Regions from separate parts of the Triticum aestivum genome. Here region 1 is linked to region 2. Evidence: chromatin contacts called from public Hi-C data. All regions are on one chromosome and are shown on one strand. The core of a region is the stretch at or near the end of the contact, and the rest is flanking DNA. Distances in the headings are between cores, read along the strand shown.

Region 1 (2,991 bases), core at 133-2,632, 750 kb before region 2:
ATCATCACCAGCCATCAAATCAAACATAAGAAAGAAGAGAAACGGAGGGGGGAGAGGGAGGGGAAGAGAGGAGGAGACGCGGAGAGGGAGGCAGAGGTGAGCTCACCTGCCGCCGGCGAGGCAGGATGACGCGGGGGCGGACGAGCCAGACGGGATGGGGCGGCGGACTGGGCGGCCGGCGGCGCAAACCCTGGCTCCCCGGGGGGGTCGGGCAGGTCGAGAGAGAAACGAGGGACTGTGCGTGTGTTGAGCAAGCTGGAGGCCCTAATCCCTCTGATGTGTTTGGTTGGGGAACCAACTGTCATGGAATGGAATGGTTCCATTCCAGAGGAATGGGTCCGTTCCATTCCTGTGTTTGGTAGGAGCAAAAGAGCGGAACAGGTTGGTTCCGTTCCGCTGTTTGATTGGAAGCATGGAATGAAAAATGGAATGATATAAAATTCAAAATTTCGGCAGCATTTCATTTGTATTTTCAAGAAAGACAACATAACAATATATATTGACAATCTTAACAATATATACTATCAAAAATATGGCTACAATGATGCTTACATCAACATATATATTGCAAAGACACACTGGACATCATGTATTTTGCTACAAATTAGGAAAAGAGACACTGATTTTAACAACATAAAGCAACAAAAGTGAATAACCAACAACCATGAGTCATCATAGTAAGGTCTACATCTCTCTCTATCATGAACATCAACAGCATATTCTTGGCTGGGAATATACATGAGCAGCAGCAGCATATACAAGAGGAAGTGATGATTGTTTTACCTTGAGAGTCAGGTGCTGTGCTGCGCCTATGTTGCCGGTGTCAGCTCGCCGAAAGCCGCCGCGGCCACCCTGGGAATCCTCTGCAAGCCGCCGCAACAAGATCCAAACCGAGCTCCCCTTGTGTTCTGCTGCAAATAGCGAGAGGAAAGAGAGGGGTTAGCGGGCGGAGGGGAAGGGGGGAACCGGCCGGCGGGGAAGGCAGGAACCGGCCGACGGGGAAGGGAGGAACCGGCCGGCGCCGCTCGGATCGATGGGAGGGAGAGAGAGTATGGGGAGGCGGCGCACCTGGGAGGGCGAGGGGATAGGGGCATAGGGCTGCGAGAGTGCGAGGGTGAGCGGTTCCGCCTTTTGTTTTTTTTAGGGGTGAGCGGTTCCGTCCGGCCGTTTTCGAGGTCTCACCTCGTTCCGCATCTGGGCCGAATATTCGGTCCGGGGGAACGAATGGGTTCCGGTCCATTTGTCTAACCGAACGCGAAAACGAGGCCTGGGAATAAGTCGGACCCATGCCATTCCGGCCCATGAAGGAGAATGACGGCCTGCCGAGTAAGGCATCAGCGTTGTATAGCCCTTGACTTGAGGCACGCAGCACGCGCCGACCCCGACAGGCAAACCTGCGTCCTGGCCGCCATCCCGGTGTGCCGTCCCCCTCCAGCCGGCGACCGCGCCGACACGCCGTCCGCCTCCTCTGCTCCCCGGCCACCTCGTCCGCGCGTATGATCCCACCCTAGCCCGTGGTAAGTAAACGCACCGCCCCTCAATTCTACTCCTACTTGTCAACTACCACTTGCAACATTTCGGGATTTGTTCTTTCTTGGAATATACTAGTACGGATTCATCCGTGCGCATCGTCGAATTCACCCCGCCCGGACGGATGATCGCCGTATGCTACTACCGTTTTTTTTCTGATGATCGCCGCCGTATTCCAAATCATTCCATAGGATTCCCTACGAATTTTTCACACCAGGATCGGACAAACAGTCAGACACCACCGCCAGCTGACCCTGGACGGGGAGGACGATACGCTTACTGCTAGCCACCGGCGACTGAACGCGAGGATCATGACTGAATGAACGCGACAGCCCAAGCCCTGCCCGCCATGTAATCCAACACCCCAAGAATCAATCAAAATCAATGCATGACTTCACTTCACTGTGCCACTCGTACGTGCCCTATGAATTAGTAAGCCCCAACCCTGACGACGCTGCCGGCGATCGACCATTACTCCTTCCCCTCCAATCACATGGCTCGCCCTTCTTCTCCCACTACCACTAGCTCGCTCTCTCTGGCTCTGGCCGCGTAGAGTACATTGTACATGCAGTTGGTCTCGGTTTCAGATGGCTGGTGAATCATTAAGCTAGACGGGTGTCGTAAGTCGTAACCCGGTTCGTCGGGTTCCCTTGTCGACGGAAGCCTTTTCCCACTGCGCTGCTAGCGCTAGACGCTAGGACATGGGGCATTTAACGCCCGCATTCATGCCTGTCGCCTGCCTACCTCGTGACATGCTGCATGCATGCGATGCGCCGGCCGGTAGGTAGCTCAGGTCAATGCCGTGGAGGAGGAGAGAACACGCATACCGGTAGGGGTATACGTACTAGTAGCAGGCCAGGGAAGGAATCACATATCTCGTAGCCGTAGCCATGAAGATCGATCCGCTGCCGAGGTTCATCTAGAACTGTAGCATCGGCAACAGTTTCTCTGACGGGTCGTCATGCAACAGTTTCTCATGCAAGTAGTACTGTGCTGCGCCCTTGTGCCTTGTTGATAGTCGGAGACTTGGAGTGGTCGCGGCGGCGTTTCTCTGACTTGGAGCTGCAGCGTGCAGCTCCTTCTACAATTCCACTCTTTTTCCTTCCTTGGAGTAGAATATCACGCGTATGTTAGGACCAGAGCCACTCGCTCGGAAAGTGCAGTAAAAACTTTGGAGAGAGAGACTTACTGCGACTTCCAATCACGTAGGGCCAGTGAGAAACATTGCGGAGTCGAAGCCATGGCATTGGCATGGCGAGTTCTTGCTCGGGCCATTTACTCAGCTGCAGGTGCGCGCGTCAGTGCATTAACGCGGCTCACCAACTCATTCGCTTCCGCGCAGTTACTCCTCCCACTTCCCCTCGCCATCCGTCTCCAGTCTCCACTCTCCCTGTCGCTCTCCCGCTCCGACCCGCTCTTCCTCTTCCTCTGCGGCTCTGCGTCTTCAGTGCACCAACGTCG
Region 2 (2,764 bases), core at 259-2,758:
AAACAACTAGGCACTAGCACTACCGAATCTATACAAAAGAGTTAAAATCAAAATACACAGATAAGATAAAGGAGCTTACGTGATGCTAACATCATATGTTCTGGTGAGAAGAATGTTGTCATCATCAGGCTCTTCTGCGACAAAATATGAAGGCTGAGGGGTAGCCTGAAATGAGACGAGAAAGGCAAAACAGGAATCGTTAACAGTTTTGAACTTTGTCAGCCTTGCTTAGCATATCAATGATAGGTTCATCATGGCCTCACTGTAGAATGATCTCCTGTGTCTTCATAGGTGTCCATGTCAGGTATATCCTCCTCCTCATCTGGCTTTTCACTAGCACCAAAGTAGGAGGGGATAGATTTGATCTCTTCGACTTTCCCTATGTCCAATGTATCCATAGACGGTATGTCTTCCTCCTCTTTTGACTCTGATGCTAAACATTACCAACAGAAGAAACAAAAAAGAGTTCAGCCCATACAATCCGCAGTGTAGAACAAAGCAGCATTGACACTGAGAAATCAACCTTGCAGCCCATGTGTTGCGAGCCAGCCTTCGCCATCCTCATCATCATCGAGAACAACCTCAGCTCCCGCTGCATCATACTCTTCCTCGACCGCCACAGCTCGTCTTAGGCAGGGCACTGCCAAGGAAAGCAAATTCAGGAGTCCACTTGTAATAAGAACAATATAATGAGCAACCAACTGAGCTTTTCTGAAGCCAGGACCGTTCTACTAGCTATGTCGCTATTTATCTTTTTCATTCATCAGCCAATTATGTTCGACTAGTAGTACAGAAATATGCCTAGACAAACATGCTTGCTACGCTTGTAACTACCCGTCGATACATGGGGATAACAATGAATTCTATCCTCCAGCGCAGCATCCACCAAATTGAACGAAATACTAGACAGGAAGTATGGATCACATCTTGACGCAATTCAATTCGACAGCAGCATACCGTTCCTGGTGACGAGGAACTGCTTATCGGAGGGGAGGTATGGCTTCCTCTTGCTCGGATCGCCCGCCTCCCTGCACAACACAGACACCCACCAAACGATCAGATCAATCAGACGCCCCACCCCCAAAATCCCTGAACCGCGGAGGCGAGGGGACGCACCAGGACCAGGTTGGGCACTTGGATACGAGGTTGTCGCCGGCGAGGATGAACTCGGGGACGGAGAGGACGCCCTTCTCGAGGAACGCCGAGACGGTGCGCGGGCCCGTGACCCGCTCCACCGTCCCCTTGTAGAGCTCGTAGACCTTCTGCTTCATCTGCATCGTCGCCGCCTCGCCTCTCCTGGTTGCTTCCTGTCGACGGAGACGAAGGGGGAAGCGTGGGAGAGAGGGGCAGGAGGAGGAGGAGGAGTTTCGTTTGCCTCCAGCAGAAGGCACCGGCGAGAAGGAGGAGCAGGGCACAGCCGTCTCTGCTGTTTTCTAGTAGTACGCCACCGGAGTTCTTTTAGGGGAGGAGTACGCTACCGGAGTTGGAACACGCACGATGTTGGAGTTGGAGCCAGGAATGTGGGGGTTGCCTTGTTGGGTGGGTCAGGCTCGAGCCAGCCCCTAGTTTATAGGCCCTGGCCCAGATCCGACGTAGGTCTGGGCTGGATAGCGGATCTATAGCTGGCCAAACGGGCCGTGCTAACTGGGCCGGCCCGGTAGTACGGCACGGCACGGCCCTGGCTAAACGGGCCAGGCCCGGCACGCGGCACACCATGGGCCATGCCTGGGCCTGGAGGCTGGGCACGCGGGCCTGCACGGCACGACTCGTTTATTTTTATTTTGAAATATATATATATATATATATATATATATATATATATATATGTCCTATATAAATACCTAATACTCCCTCCGTTCCAAAATATAGTGTTTTCTCTATTTTCGTGCTTCAACTTTGACCATAAATTTAACCAACAAGGCCGACTGCGACAGAAGCAAAATTTATACCAGTGAATTCGTATTCATTTTTTTTTTCAATTATATAATTTTTTCTTCCGCCGCAGTCGGTCTCGTTGGTTAAATTTATGGTTAAAGTTGGACCTCAAGAAGCGCTTGCACTATATTTTGGAATGGAGGGAGTACTCTAATATGTTCAATAATTTTGTAATGCATGCATACTTTTGTAGCGTTTTGTTGTCTTTTCAGTTTTGTCAGGTCGGTTTGTACATGGCTTATACTATGATCCTTATGATATAAATGAGACACGTATTACCATGTAAAAAATATATTTTTATCCTTTTTAATACTTCATCGTACTTTTTACATCTTTTGGGCTTTCCCCCTGTTTTTCCGCGTATTTCAAGGAAAAAATCAAATCGACACGGGCCGGGGTGCCTAAGCGTGCCACGGGCCGACCCACTTATATCCCGTGCAGTGCTTAGGCTGCTGCCTGCAGCACGTGGGTCGGCATGGCACGACTCGGCTATTAACCGTGCCCTAGTGGGCCGTGTCGTGCCGTGCATGTTTACGGCGGGCCAGGCCGACCCGTTTGGCCAGCTCTGACTGGATCGTGATGGAAGGTTTTTTAGAAACACTTATATAACTTTTATTTATACTCATGACAATTACAGGTACATTGATTTGGACCTAAGTTTTGAGAAAATACAAAATAACTCCTATGACTAAAATTACAACGAGGTATCAACTTCTGCTCGAAGAAATACTCCAAAGACTTCGTTAAAGAGTTTGCAATTAGACTGAAACAACGATGTTGCCATTCTTTCACCCACACAAACATCATCAATAATGGTTTTTGAAAGCGT

What was found. A called contact is a pair of places that touch in the nucleus more often than the background predicts.
Region 1: a contact with region 2 is called in a Hi-C map of leaf, with 7 times the contacts expected there. The contact joins the promoter of LOC123128551 here to the promoter of LOC100415831 in region 2. A contact is called at or near these places in 2 of 5 Hi-C or Micro-C datasets (both in leaf).

Annotation. Positions count from the first base shown.
Region 1 is chr1B:425,880,997-425,883,987 of IWGSC CS RefSeq v2.1, reverse strand. LOC123128551 reads left to right here and starts at 1,382. Exons shown (of 12, transcript XM_044548587.1): 1 at 1,382-1,517. LOC123128586 reads right to left here and starts at 1,303. Exons shown (of 3, transcript XM_044548636.1): 1 at 1,069-1,303; 2 at 784-908. The coding sequence starts at 1,303.
Region 2 is chr1B:425,126,446-425,129,209 of IWGSC CS RefSeq v2.1, reverse strand. It overlaps LOC100415831 (autophagy-related protein 3), which reads right to left and starts at 1,508. Exons shown (of 11, transcript XM_044548579.1): 1 at 1,117-1,508; 2 at 958-1,028; 3 at 524-640; 4 at 264-433; 5 at 80-165. The coding sequence starts at 1,277.